3 separate regions of the Mus musculus genome follow, and all the other regions are linked to region 1. A link is a contact called in public HiChIP or PLAC-seq data. All regions are on one chromosome and are shown on one strand. The core of a region is the stretch at or near the end of the contact, and the rest is flanking DNA. Distances in the headings are between cores, read along the strand shown. Region 1 holds the start of Tti1 (TELO2 interacting protein 1). Region 2 holds the start of Platr27 (pluripotency associated transcript 27). Region 3 has its middle 39 kb from the start of Platr27.

Evidence for each region. HiChIP or PLAC-seq counts read pairs in DNA pulled down with a chosen protein or histone mark.
Region 2: an H3K4me3 HiChIP or PLAC-seq map of embryonic stem cells shows a contact between it and region 1, with 10 times the contacts expected there. The contact joins the promoter of Platr27 here to the promoter of Tti1 in region 1. A contact is called at or near these places in 21 of 39 promoter capture datasets (the 3T3-L1 cell line, 3T3-L1-derived adipocytes, the C10 cell line and 11 more), 1 of 15 datasets of contacts at CTCF or cohesin (embryonic stem cells), 44 of 115 datasets of contacts at active chromatin or transcription factors (the 230-238 cell line, DN3 thymocytes, the SCID.adh cell line and 26 more) and 4 of 9 other capture datasets (adipose tissue, embryonic stem cells, liver and 1 more).
Region 3: a contact with region 1 is called in an H3K27ac HiChIP or PLAC-seq map of VIP interneurons, with 6 times the contacts expected there. The contact joins the enhancer-like site here to the promoter of Tti1 in region 1. A contact is called at or near these places in 12 of 39 promoter capture datasets (3T3-L1-derived adipocytes, the C10 cell line, the HPC-7 cell line and 9 more), 1 of 15 datasets of contacts at CTCF or cohesin (the NIH/3T3 cell line), 35 of 115 datasets of contacts at active chromatin or transcription factors (the 230-238 cell line, the NIH/3T3 cell line, the SCID.adh cell line and 23 more) and 2 of 9 other capture datasets (adipose tissue and macrophages).

Annotation. Positions count from the first base shown.
Region 1 is chr2:158,025,984-158,030,642 of GRCm38.p6, reverse strand. It overlaps Tti1 (TELO2 interacting protein 1), which reads left to right and starts at 2,209. Exons shown (of 8, transcript NM_029282.2): 1 at 2,209-2,269. Rprd1b (regulation of nuclear pre-mRNA domain containing 1B) reads right to left here and starts at 2,146. Exons shown (of 7, transcript NM_001291134.1): 1 at 1,598-2,146. The coding sequence starts at 1,748.
Region 2 is chr2:157,595,406-157,600,064 of GRCm38.p6, reverse strand. Platr27 (pluripotency associated transcript 27) reads left to right here and starts at 2,745. Exons shown (of 2, transcript NR_166472.1): 1 at 2,745-2,970; 2 at 4,080-4,486.
Region 3 is chr2:157,633,878-157,638,536 of GRCm38.p6, reverse strand. No RefSeq gene overlaps it. Among named protein-coding and RNA genes, the nearest start is that of Platr27, 39 kb to the right of the region's middle. Within about 2 kb of position 2,671, at least 3 of the 459 cell types and tissues checked have an H3K27ac peak or open chromatin away from gene starts, as enhancers often do. A contact at or near this core is called in VIP interneurons, where this site is marked.

The sequences.
Region 1 (4,659 bases), core at 960-3,459:
AATTGGGAAGGAAGGCTTCACCAGACTGAGATGGGCTGATGATTTCAAGATGATCAAGAGACTCTGCCAAAGGGAATTCAGCAAAGGTCACAAACAGTTTTTTCCTGTCTCCACAGATGCTGTAGATAGGCTCTACCTAATTGCCCCAGAGGGCTGAAGGAAATCCTATGTCAGAATAGCAAATCATAACTGGGAGGCTCTTCAAGAAGTCTAGAGTCCAGTCTCCTGAAAAACCCTGGAGTTTGGTGCCTGCCATGGAGCCTCATCAGTTCAAAGACTTTGACTATCGCACTCTCCATTTCTCCATTTCAGTTTCCTCGTCTACAACAGCCAAGCTTCGACTCTTCAGTCTTCTGCTTAGGAAGCCAGCACAGTGTGAGTTAGCACTGTACCTGCCCGCTGCTCCACACCTGGATGTAGCAACCTGAAGGCAAAGACCAAGCAGTACAGGGCGTTCACCAGTCCTAACTCACCACTTCTATGAAAGCGTGCACTGTGCCCACAGCACACTAAAATGCTTCCTGGATTAGCCTGGCTTCTTACCAGAATCGGCTTTGTTGAGCCCTGTGTTTTCCCCATCTGTAAAATTCCTACTTCAAAAAAAAAAAACCCAAGAATTTAAAAAAACAAAACAAAACAAAAAACAAGCAAACAAAAAAAAAACAAAGAACCATCCAGTATGGTGGCACAAGTCACTAATCCCAGCATTTGGGAGGCAGAAACAGGCGGGTCTGAGTTCGAGGCCAGCCTGGTCTACATAGGGAGATCCAGACCTGTAAAGGCTAAAGGTTCTGTCCCAAAGCAAAAACAAAAGCAACCCGCATAAAGATAGCAGCACATAATAAAGCCACAATAACATAAACTACCATCATCTCCATTTTCTATATAAGGAATAAAGGACATAGAGGTTAAACTGTTGGGTTCAGTGACAGATAGACTTAACTTCCAGACAGTAGCCAGAAACAACTTGCATCCAACACCGGGCCTGGCAAGAAACAGGTAGCGCTCGGGGAATATCGTGAGAGTCTGAATTTAGTGGCAAGGGCAGAAGGCTACCCAATTTACCATCCTGTTCTCAAGTCTATGGATAGTAACTAACACGGAGTCAAGGCTTTGGAAGTACAGGTAAGTTTGTATCCGTTTTACAGATTAGAATACACCGGCACAAGGATATGAAGAAACGTTCCCAGGATCACTTAGCTAGAACACGTTTGCACCAGGTCTTAATGTGGGCAGTCTGACCAGAGACGGCTGGATCGTATTCCAATTGCCCAACACGGGGCTCCCAGCTCCAAACACAGCCACGATTTAAAACAAAAACAAAAACAACTGTCGTAAGGTGTGAGGGGGAAGCCTGATGAGGGAAGGAGCTGAGTAACTTCAAGTCTGGGCATTTGCGCCCTTGGAACTTCAGACGAATCTCCCATACCTTACCGGGCCTCAGTTTCCCTCTCCAAGTCATAAAATAACACCGTTTCCAACCTCAGACCCTCCATCAGAGCCCCAGGCCTGCAAAACAAGGCTTAAGAAGCCACAGGGCTGCGGGAGAGTGGATGAGGGAACACAGCCATGGGAGAGCCGGGGTGCGGGTGATCACCTTTGCGGAGCTCGCGGTGCCACACGGAGACGATGGGTCCTGCGTGCTTGCGGTGGTGGATGAGCCACAGGGAGAGGGTCTGCACGCTCTGCTGAGAGTTGCTCAGCTCTGAGAGCTTCTTTTCCAGCGCCGATTCTGAGAAGGAGGACATGGTGGCGGTGGTGGGGAGCAGCCCGGGCCGCCCGATGAGACGGGGAAAGCGACCGCACTCGGCCCAGGCCTCCGCTGACAGGCTGCAGGGCTCTCCGCCGACTGACAGACAGCTCGGGGTACCAGGTGGGGGGAGGGGACAGGTCTCCGCAGTAACAGCCGCCCGCGCCGCCGCCACAAGATGGCCACCCGACCTCTCACCCCGCCGCCACGGGGGTCAAAGGGCAAGGGCCACAGCCGGGCGCCGAGAGGCTTCGGAGCCGGAGGAAAACGATCCTTAGGAGGCGGCAGTATCCTTGGTCCCTGACTTCTAGCCGGCCAGGCCGAGGGAACAAATCCAGGTCCTCGAACACCGAAAATGCGCTTTAACCGCTCGCGCCCGCGCGCCGGCGCAGTGAGCCTCACCGGAACCCTTTTTCCCGCTCCGCAGAACCTTTCTGGCGCGGCGCGACGCACTACTTAGTCGTCATTTCCGCCTAGGGTGCAGGAGGCGGGAGAGTGAGGGAAAGACTGGAAGACGAGGTAAGAGTGGCGGGAGTGTAAGGGAGCCCAGCCGCTTAGGAGCGTCCAGAAACGAATCCTTAGGACACACTGAGGCAGGAAGCGCGGGAGCTGGGTGTGGGAAGGGCCGCGTCGCTTTGGTGGCTGGCCTAGGCCACACCTCCCTCCGTGCCTGGGCCCCTCTCCCCAGCGCTCCTCTAGTTCCTTTAAAGACACGAACTCTTGGCAGGGCTCCCCACTTTGGTTCCTGTTCTGACTTCCGAAGTGATACCCCTTTTCTCACCTGGTGGAACTGCGCCGTCTACTGACCTCTACTGAGTCTGGCCCCACACACACACAACTTTTTTTTTGGAGGGGTGTGATGGCTCCAAGTGCTTGCTATGCAAGAATGAGGATTTGTGTTCCCATCATTAAAAAGCCCAAGTTGGTGGGCCAGGTCTGTAACTTCAGTGTTCTGGGGCTGAGACAGGAAGATCGCCGGAGCTTGCTAGATGCCTGCTTAACTCCAGGTTCAGTGAAAGACTCAGTCTCAAAAGAATAAGCTGGAGAGTGATTGAGCGGGACACCTGACGTCCTCTGTGCGTGCACCCCCCCCCCAACACACATACCTACAACTCCCTGACGTTGTTGAACTTATTAGATGTGAGTCCCCTCCCAGCCTAAAAGACATTCCTATAGTTGATGCCTGGTTTTCTTAACTTCTCTGTCCCTAATATACATGCTTTGACCCTTCTTCACCTGGAGTGCATCATGATCATAGCTAGTGTAGTTGAGAAGTTTCTATGTGCTAGACACTTTTCAAAGCTATGAGGTAAGTGTTATCGTCTCACGGTTTAACAACTGAGGAAACAGGTTACAGAGGTGTGGTGATCACATAAGTTTCAAGCTCACAGAGCTAAGATCTGAATGAAGAGAGTGTATCTAAGTGTGTCCCAGCATCTGGAATCAAAGCTGAATTCATAGCTGATTGAATTAACGCACAAGTCAACACCTTATAATGATATAGGGAGGCAGAGGCAGGTGGTTCTCCTGAGGGTTCCAGGCCAGCTTGGTCTGTGCAGTAAATTCCAGACCAGCTTTTAAGACCCCACCTTACAAAAAAGCTCGGGCTTTTGAGACCTCATCTAAATAGTTGCTGAGTACTGAGTAACTCATGTTCTGAGTACCCTTTGTACTAAGTCTATGTATCCAGATGTTACTATTTTAAATGTCAGTCCTTAACAACAGTGCTCTGGCACGGGGATTGCTATCACCATTTGATAATGAGAACACATGAGATTCGAGTGAGTTACCTGTCCAGAGCTGCTTGGGCATAGCCAGGAAATGGCAAAACTAGAATTCAGTCAAGGCCTGACTCAGTCAAATCACCTGATCCCAAATTCCTCACATATTAGCCAAAGGTTCCTTCATTCAGTGAATAATTTCTGAGCATCTGTGTTTGAAGCACTGTTCTGGGAAAACAGACAAGCTGTCCCTGCCCTTGGGAACTTGCCTTCTAGAGAAGAGAAAAATGGACATGCAAGTATAAAATGAAACAAAAAAATGATTTTCATAAAAATCCAGGAAGCCAAGGGGGTAGGGAATGCATGGGCTTGAGAAAATGTAAGTTGGTCACATAGAAGTATGTTATATATGCCCTTCGGAGAGGATAAAGTAGCATTTGGTTGCTTGCAAGGAGCTAGAGAACAAGCCATAAGCTATCTTTCCAGATAATGAGAAAACCAACTTCACACCCTTGTTAGCAGTTTTGAGGACTTGAAAAGATGGTATACCAGAGTGATAGAAACCAGAAGGTAGTTAGACATAAAGCCAGAAGAGTATGGAGGGACCGTGTCACGTGGGCACCGGTAGGCACGAGTAAGGGTTTAGTGTTCTCTGAACGGTCAGTAGCAAGTGAGGACAGAGCACTGATTCTTACTGCACTGTTCTGTTGTGGCATTTGCACGCAGGCTTTGCTTACATAAGCAAGGCTATTATGTAGGAGACGAACATAGTACAAGAAAGACAGGAAGGCCAGGTTGTCAGCTGCTGTAATAACCCAGGTGAAAGGGTGACGCAGTCCAGGATTTTGCCGGTGGAGGAAGCAGGAAAAGGACAGAAGGTGGAGATACTTTAAAGGAAGAGATAACAGGATTTGCTGGTAGATTGGGATTAGATATGAAAGAAGGCAAGGAGCCGGGCGTGGTGGCGCACGCCTTTAATCCCAGCACTTGGGAGGCAGAGGCAGGTGGATTTCTGAGTTCAAGGCCAGCCTGGTCTACAAAGTGAGTTCCAGGACGGCCAGGGCTATACAGAGAAACAGAGAAACCCTGTCTCGAAAAAAAAAAGAAAGAAAGAAAGAAAGAAAGAAAGAAAGAAAGAAAGAAAGAAAGAAGGCAAGGGTTGGCCCCAGGAATACTGACCTAAGCAAC
Region 2 (4,659 bases), core at 1,496-3,995, 430 kb after region 1:
AGAAGCCCTCCTCAGCTGCATTGCTAGCTACCTCACCTTGGGCTTCCCAAACCCCAGAGAAATGTGGAAGTCAAGTTTTTGTTGCTTATAAGAGATCCTGATCTATAGTATTTGGCTAACAAATGTAAAAAGCAAAGTTTAAAAAAAAAAGTGGCTAGAATTTTACCATGTTTCTAAAGGGCAGTAGGCCTGTGGAGATCACAATCCTCTGCACTCTCTCCCAGGCCACTGGGGCCGGCTCCCTCTGCACCAGGTCACAGATTCTCAGTCTGCTCCTACAGTGCAAAAGCTAGATGCTCCTGGAGGAGGGACAGGAAACTAGTCCCCAGCCTCAAAGCCCTGCTATTTGGGGAGGGGGTAAGCTGGACAGAACCAAAGGCCATTTGCCTCCAGGGAAGGAGCTGGCCCACACTAAAGAGGAAGCATTCCTGCCTGAGAGAGGCCAAGGATCCTCCAACTCCAGCGAGGTTAAAAGTCACTGGTCTGTTTCAACAGAAATGGAACCCAACCGAAGGAGTCAAACTCACAGAGATCAAGGATTCCAAAGCAAGAAGAAAACGGAAGTGAATAATACAAACTGTGTTTGTAATTTGCCCATCAGCAGATTTCTCAACAGAAACATTCTGGGGCTAGAAAAGAGGGGGATGGTGTATACCGTGTGCTCAGGAGAAGACTGTCAACCAACAGTACCAGGCCCGGCCAAATGGTCTGCCAAAAATGAAGGAAAGAGAAAAATACCTCTAAAAGCTGAGAGAAGTCATAACCACCAGGAGAAAGAGATTAATACATCAATCAGAGCACCTAGGAGGACAAATCTTACTTGTAAGAGTGAACATAGCGATATTTAGACTACGCTGACACTGTAAGCATGGAGCAAAATCCACTATGTGCTTATACAAAGGACAGCTACATTAGCTTGTTAAGAGATTGACAGTATAGAATGAGGTAAATTAAGACATCAAAAGTCAAAATAGGGGACAAGGGCCTGCTCAGAGGTACAACTATTACCCAGCACACAAAAATTACATAAATAAATTTAAATGGGGCAAATGGAGTCTTTTTGTTTGTTTCATTTTTGTGTCTTTTTTTAAATCTGTATGACTAAGGCTAACTTTCTATCCACTTAAAATAACTTGTAACAAGCTGGGCAGGCGTGGTGGCGCACCCCTTTAATCCCAGCACTTGGGAGGCAGAGGCAGGTGGATTTCTGAGTTCGAGGCCAGCCTGGTCTACAGAGTGAGTTCCAGGACGGCCAGAGCTACACAGAGAAACCCTGTCTCAAAAAACCAAAAATAAATAAATAAATAAATAAATAAATAAATAACTTGTAACAAAATGGTTGCTTCTTCAGAAAATTTATTCAAGAAGGAATAGAACCCAGCCCACCATCTCCAGGACACCTGCAGACAAAGCTAGACAAAGATGTTAAAGGAATACAGTTAGCCAGGTGTGGTGGCTCATGCCTGTAACCCCAAGCCCTCTGGGTGGGTCTGTACTTTATTTTTCATTTAGTTTTATTTTGTAAAATATGCTTCAGTGAAGTTGAGTCTCATTTGTTTGTTGTTTGTGATTGGGTCTCACTCTGTAGCTCAAGCAGACATTGGGTCATCCCACCTCAGCCTTGCAACTGCTAGACCCTAGAGACATGAGCCACCATCACTGAATAGGAGTGTGTGTGTGTGTGTGTGTGTGTGTGTGTGTAAGAGAAAGAGAGAATGTGTGTGATAGAGTGTATGTGAGCATGGGTGACTGTGTAGAGTGTGTGTCAGGATGTGAATGTGACTATATGTGTGTGTGTGAATGTGTGTATGAGTGTGTGTGAGAGAGAGAGAGAATGGGGGAGTGTGTGTATGAGTATGTGTGTGTCAGAGTGTGAGTGTATGTGTGTGTGGGGAGAGTGTGTGTACGTGTGTAGAGTGTGTTAGAGTGTGAGTACATATGTGTGGGTGGGTGTGAATGTGTGAGAGTGTGTGTGTGACAGTGTATGTGTGTGTGAGAGAGTTTGAGTGTATGAGTGTGTGAGAGTGTGTGTGTATGAGAGTGTATGTATGTGACCGTGTGTGATTTGCATGTGCATGATGTGTGTATGTAGACATGTAGATGCCTGTGCTATAGTATGTGGAAGTCAGAGGCTAACCCCAGCTGTTGGGACTCACCTTTCACCTTGCTAGTTGATGTGTACCCCAGGTTAGCTGCCTGTGAGCATCTGGGCATTCTCCTATCTCTGCCTCCCATTTCCCTGGAGGCGGAACAGGATCCCACATGCACTGTCGTGGAGACTCAAAATCAAGCCCTTACACTCCTGAGGCATCTCACTCAGCCATCTCCCCAGCTCGGAGGCTGTTTTTGTTTATTGGTAGTATGGAAGAGCCAAGCGCCTCTTGGATACCAGAGAAGCTGTCTACCTCTAAACTACAGCCCCAGCCCTAGAAATTGGTTCTTTTTTTTTTTTTTTTTTTTTTTTTTTTTTTTGGTTTTTTGAGACAGGGTTACTCTGTATAGCCCTGACTATCCTGGAACTCACTCTGTAGACCAGGCCGGCCTCGAACTCAGAAATCCGCCTGCCTCTGCCTCCCGAGTGCTGGGATTAAAGGCGTGCGCCACCTAAAGGTAACAGTAGCAGAGCACTGTGGCAGAAATCTTCCCCTAATGAATAAAGATTTCAAGGGACCAATCACTGGGTGAGTAGTAGGCGGGACTTCTGGGTCGGTGAGAGGAAGAGGGAAGCACGAGAAAGAGACTTCCTTTTGGACAGGAGAGAGTGTGGAGTACACAATGTAGGTAGAAAGAGGTTCCTGGTTTAGGTGGCAGATCCACTGGGATGCACCACCTGGAGGATTTATAATTTGAATAGCTTACAAAATCAGGATGCTAGTTTCTGCACCCAGCGATTGTATTGCCTGTTGATTCTAAACTAAGATTGTGTGGTGTTTTCCTTCATGAGGCGACTCAGCTGGGTTCCAGAGAAAGGTATGGTGGCAGGGCATCCCAGCCTGCCACAGGAATTTGGAAGCATGGGGGGCTGGGGGAGGGGGGTGGCGGCGGCCGGCCATGGGAACTTAGAGAGCCGGGTGGCCTGTCCGCCAGTGCCTTGCCGGCCGTAGCATGGATTGCCTTTTAAATGTAGTTCACGCTACAGATCGTGGTAGTGCATACTTTACATCCGAGCACTTGGCAGGCAGAGGCACGAAGATCTCTGAGTCTGAGGGCAGCCTGGTCTGTGTAGTGAGTTCTAGAGCAGCCAGGACTACGTAGAGAGAAACTGTCTCAAAGCAAATAATAAATAAATGAATAATAAATACAATGTAACAATAAATCCTGCCTGAGGACTATAGCTTTCCTGGTACCAGAAGGCTTCATGCAAGCTTCCAAAGAAGGGAAGCAACCAAGAGCCCTACCCAGCTCTGACACCCATGAACCACACAAGCAGCATGGCACAGTAACTGTAAGGGTGCAATAGTGCCATGCATACTTTGGCAGTAACCAACAGCTCTCTAATTAGACATTAAGATCTTCTCAACGAGAGGGAAATCATGTCTGCTCCTGGACACCTAGCCAGTTACCCAAGACTACTGAAGTCATGGATTTTGAAGAAAAAAACCTATCACCTATAACCACTGCTTTACTAAACAGCATAACCCCTAACTACATCCTTAATATCTATGCTTATTTTCATAAAATAAGCACAGTCCTCACCTCTTACAACAGCAAATTAGTTAAACCACTTTGGTTCCCATTGGGGAAAGCGCTGCACTCACCCAAGAGCGCTCTGGATTCACCAATGAAAGGCACACACACCCCAAGCTAATTTTGATATGCCTTGACTAGCTCAATGGCTGGGCACTTTTTTATGTGTATGGGTAATTTTCTTAAAGATTTATTATTATATCTAAGTACACTGTAACTGTCTTCAGACACTCCAGAAGAGGGCGTCAGATCTCATTACTGATGGTTGTGAGCCACCATGTGGTTGCTGGGATTTGAACTCACGACCTTTGCAAGAGCAGTCAGTGCTCTTAACTGCTGAGCCATCTCTCCAGTTCCCAACAACCTCTTATCAAGGAAGCTTCTCTCTGCAGCAGATGAAGACCATTAAGGGAAACTACAACCCGTGGCTGAAGAGTGGGCAGAAGACTTGAAGAGCCAGAAGAACAGAGGATTTGCCTGTGAGATTGTGTCTCCTAGAAATGTCAGAAGCTGCGGCCATAAGGTCTTCCTAACGCGGCTGCCAACACATGGCCTGAACAAGGACGACGCCAGTAGACATGCTCATGTGGGCAGAGGAAGTGGAGCTTATGGAGCTTCAAAGCTGCAATTACAGGCAGCCAAGGAGTGCTGAGAGTAGGGGAACGTCTTCTCCAAGGAAGAAGCTACATAAGATAGAGAGCTCGTCTCAAAGAAATACATTATTGTTTGTAGACAGGGTTTCACTATGTAGACCAGGCTGCCTGCCTCTGATTCCTGAGATTAAAGGCATGTTTCACTACATCTGGCCAAATATGTATGTATGTGCTTGTGTGTGTGTGTGTGTGTATGTCACAATAAATCTGTGTAATGGAAACTGACCCTGTGGTGGGAAGAAAGATTCATCTCTTGCATTGACCTGTATCCCTGTCCATTCCATACAATTATGTAATTATGTTGTCAATTTCTGTAGGA
Region 3 (4,659 bases), core at 1,422-3,921, 390 kb after region 1:
CTGGGGAGGTGAGATTGGAAGACACTTGAACATCATTAATTGGCCAGCAAGTCTAGCTGAGTAGGTGAGCCCCCGGTTCAGTGAGAGGCCCTGTCTCCAGAATAATATGGACTGTGATATAGGAAGGTATGTCAGATGTCAGTCTCTAACACATATACATACACACACATACCTATGCACACATCAGTGCACATACATTAACACACATGTACATCACATATACACATAATTTGGGAAGGGTGATGGACCAGCATCTTACAGTGTAGCCCTGACTGGCCTGGAATTCTCTGTATAGACCATGCTGGTTTTGAGGACCAGGGTTTCCTCCTGTCCCTGCCTCTCAAGCGCTAGGACTAAAGGCATGCTCCAACGTGCCTGGCTACACACACAAATATTTAAACCAACAATCTGTATTCCTATTTGCGGGTAACTTTAAACCCCTTCACTAGTCCACTGGCCTCTCAGATTTTATATGCTCTTTCAGGTAACTTTAAATGAAATAACTCAAAATAGTTTCAGTTAAAAATTAAAATAATAGCCGGGTGTGGTGGTGCACGCCTTTAATCCCAGCACTCGGGAGGCAGAGGCAGGCGGATTTCTGAGTTCGAGGCCAGCCTGGTCTACAAAGTGAGCTCCAGGACAGCCAGAGCTATAAAGAGAAACCCTGTCTCGAAAAACAAACAAACAAACAAAAAATTAAAATAATGAAGGAACCTGTCTACCACCACATGGGGGGTGGGGCAGAAGACACCCAGAGGCCCATCCACTATAAGAGCCACTGCAGGGCTGGCGAGATGGCTCAGTGGTTAAGAGCGCTGACTGTTCTTCTGAAGGTCCTGAGTTCAAATCCCAGTAACCACATGGTGGCTCACAACCATCCGTAATGAAATCTGATGCCCTCTTCTGGAGTCTCTGAAGACAGCTACAGTGTACTTACATATAATAAATAAATAAATAAATCTTTTTAAAAAAAAAAAAAAGAGAGAGAGAGCCACTGCAGTTCGCAAGTGGTAGAGAGATGGGAGAGAGAGAAGCAGAGGGGTCTGAGCACCATGAGGAGAGGCAGAACTGGAGACATGAGGGTGCTGAGGAACAGCCTGAAGGGAGCAGCCTGTGTTGTCATCTGAGGCCACAGTGAAGTCGCTGCCCATGGTGCTACCAAGAGCCATGTCTGGGTCCATTGCCCTGCAGCAGCAAGGGTCTGTGTCAACATCTGTGGTCCATGTTACCATCAAAGGCCGAGTGCATAGTCCTGGTCTGGGTTGCCGCCCCTGGGCCATGTAGATGTACGAGGGGTGTGGGACGCTGAGCAGAGTTGGCTCCACCCCTCACTAGCCAGGTGGTTGCATGGGCAGGCCAATGCCCCTCGATGGGTGCAGCACTGGGGAGCTTTGATCCAGGGCCCACCCCAACATCTACTCCATCTATGAACTGCTGGAGCTCATGAAGGGGCTGGTCCTGCAGATCCAAAGTTGCAGAATCTCCATGACACAGGGCAAGAACAGAATATCTGAGAGGAGTCCGTGAGCATCCACTACTGATAGACTAGCAGAAGCCAGAGGCCTTGAGCCAGACCAAAGACTCATTGCAATGAACATTTGCAAGTAATGATATTTGGATAAAAGGTGTACTGTGGGACACCCTGCGGCTTCTACAGAGAGATGCTTTTGGTTGTTGCTTCTTTTACTTTTTAAAAAAATTTTTAGGCACACGCCTTTAATCCCAGCACTCGGGAGGCAGAGGGCAGGCGGATTTCTGAGTTCGAGGCCAGCCTGGTCTACAAAGTGAGTTTCAGGACAGCCAGGGCTATACAGAGAAACCCTGTCTCAGAAAACCAAAAAAGAAAAAGAAGAAAAAAAAGAAAAAAAGAAAAAGAAATTTCTTTTGGGTTGCAAGGGCAGAGGGTAGATATGAAGGGATGGGGAAATGAGTGAGATTGGGGTGCATAAAGTGAACTTCACAAAGAATCAATAAGAAGGTTTTTAAAAATTAAAATAATGTGAGAAAATGTTTCTGGGCCCCCAACCTTCTCCTATAACCACCTAGGCTAAGCCTCCCTCCCTGGAGACCACTGCAGAAATCCTGGCTGTTCTTGAGGGTCTGTCTCAAAGCAAACACATCAGGATCTGGACCATCTAAGGGCTGCTTCCTTCTGGAACAAAGAGCCTGGCATTTGGGAGAGAAAAGTCATGCTTTCCCAGCAAAAGTGGTTTCTTGGCATCGATGGGTGGAACTGCCTCATGGATGGATACCCCTTTCCACAGGACTAATTATAGATTTATTAATATTTATGGGCCTCTCGTCGCAGCCGATAGATCTTGTTCGAGGACATTAAGCCTTATCTCCGTCCCTCCAGGAAGGGGCATCGAAAGCCAGTTCTAATTGGGTAGCCGGCAATCAAGATAGAAGGGAAAAATGACAATAGCTTGCCTGTTGCCATATATTAAAATATGGTCCTCCCCTCTCAATGATTATCTGCAGAATTAATATCTTGCTAGTCCAGGTTTGGGCCCTAATAGCAGGAAACCGTATTAAATACTTTGCTAAGAGCAATCAGCTTTTTGATAAGGCTAATGGCTCTAGCCCTGGCTATTTCTCATGCTGAGCGGTCTGTTTCTAATCCAGCAGAAGCCTGGCCACTTTGTCCGTCTCGTTTGTCATTCAAAGTCAGCAACACTGGCGCCATCTCCTGGTCAGGCTCCCTGCTGCATCTTTCCATTCCCCATCCTGTCGCGGCCTGGAAGGCTTGCCCTGGGAATGAGGTGGCCATTGCATCTGCAGGAAGACGCGAGAGATGAATGCTGGTTCTCTATTTACTTTGTCTTTTCACTTAATCGAGGCTCCTAGCCGTAGAACGGTGCGGTGCGTGTTTAGGGTGGGTCTTCTCACCTCTGTTAAGACAGTCTAGAAAGTTCCTGAGAGTCGTTCCTGCAGATTTATTGCCATGGTGACTCTAAATCCTATCAAGCTGACAATGAAGGTTGCCATCAGCCATCACACGACCTCTCTGGGCTCAGTTTCTGCATCTGTAAAATGGGACTAGAAGTTGTCATCCTCTGCAGAACCCTGTGGTCCAGCCAGAGACGGACACAGTGTGACAGCTCTCAGAAGGGAAGCCTACGCGGGGCAGGTACCTGAGGTCCCAGATCTGGCCTGCACCGTGGCAGCGTCAATACCAGCAGCTGGGGCAGGGCAGCTGCCGGTGGCAGCAGGCAGTGACAACAGAGGCAGCAGGAGCATGAGTCCAGCCTGTCAGGAGGGTACAAGGACCAGCGATGAATGCTTCTGGGAAGAAAACCTTTTCCCCAAGTGTCACAGCTCAGTAAATCAGTCGCTCTCAGATGATTCTCGGTGAAATAGCCTGTGCGCTCTATTCCATGTGTACAGGGACTTTATAAACACTGAGGAGCAGGGTGGGATCCAGGGGTAGGGGTTTCCTATTGGCTCAAACTGAGATGCTAATGATGCTAACCTGCATGGGGAAGGACTTCAGATGTTTTCCCCCACATGGCTGATTGTCATGGTCATCTCAGTGGGTTGTCGTGGTTATGTGTCCCAGAGCACGTAGAGTTTGGCATGGAGTTGGCCCCACTCCTACCATTCTCAGTTCTGAGTTTCAGGGGGCTTGGGGCCACTCAGCCTGACCAGTTCTTCTGTCTGGTGGCAAGGTCTACTTGCCCACAAGAAGTCCCTGTAACTGCTGTTTTGAGCTTTAAATGAGACTATATGAGTAAGACAGGGTGCCCAGGCACAGGCAATGCCTACAGATCAGCTCATCTTTACTACACTCCCTGGCATCCTCCTGCCATTCAGAAACCTCTCTGCGGGTCTCCACCTGACCTTGTCTTGTGTTGTGGGTGCTTTTGTGTCTCCCCTCTGCCACCCTAGATTGGGCTCTAGATTCTCAGGGATCTAGATGTGCCCAGCTTTACCATTTCTCAAGGCCCTGGGTAGCTGACTTGAAACCTGACACAGTGAATGCCCAGATGTTGCCTCAGTGTGAGCATCATTCCAGATGTGTGACATTCACTGTGCTCCAGACCCCGTGGCAGGGCCCTTTACAGAGATTAATGCATAGTAACCAGGGATCAGCAAGAGTCCTCAGCCACCAGCCCAGGGAACTAGGCCGTGCTTCTGCTTCCCAGGTCTCAGGCAGCCCCATTGGGCACAGTGATGGCTTTCTTTCCCCCAAGGTGGAAACTGCTTCTTGCTGGGTCCCCACTCTGTCTAGGCTCTCCCCAAGAGTATCCCCCACCCTTAAAGTGACTACTGTGGTTCTCGTATAAGAATGATGGGTACTAGCCGGGCAGTGGTGATACAGGTCTTTAATCCCAGCAATTGGGAGGCAGAGGCAGGTGGATTTCTGAGTTCGAGGCCAGCTTGGTCTACAGAGTGAGTTCCAGGACAGCCAGGGCCATGCAGAGAAACCCTGTTTAAAAAAAAAAAAAAAAAAGAATGATGGGTATTGAGGTTCAGAGAGGGTGAGGTGACATGCTTGGTCACACAGCATATTAAGTTAAATTTCGAACCCAGATCCAGAGGCTCTGGTTTATTTGGGACTAGGGGTTTGGTAAGAAGGATGAGTCCGATCCAGCTCCTGCTGGACTGCCACCATGTCCTGACTTTTGTGCTCTCTTCCTGGGGCACCAGCACTCTGGC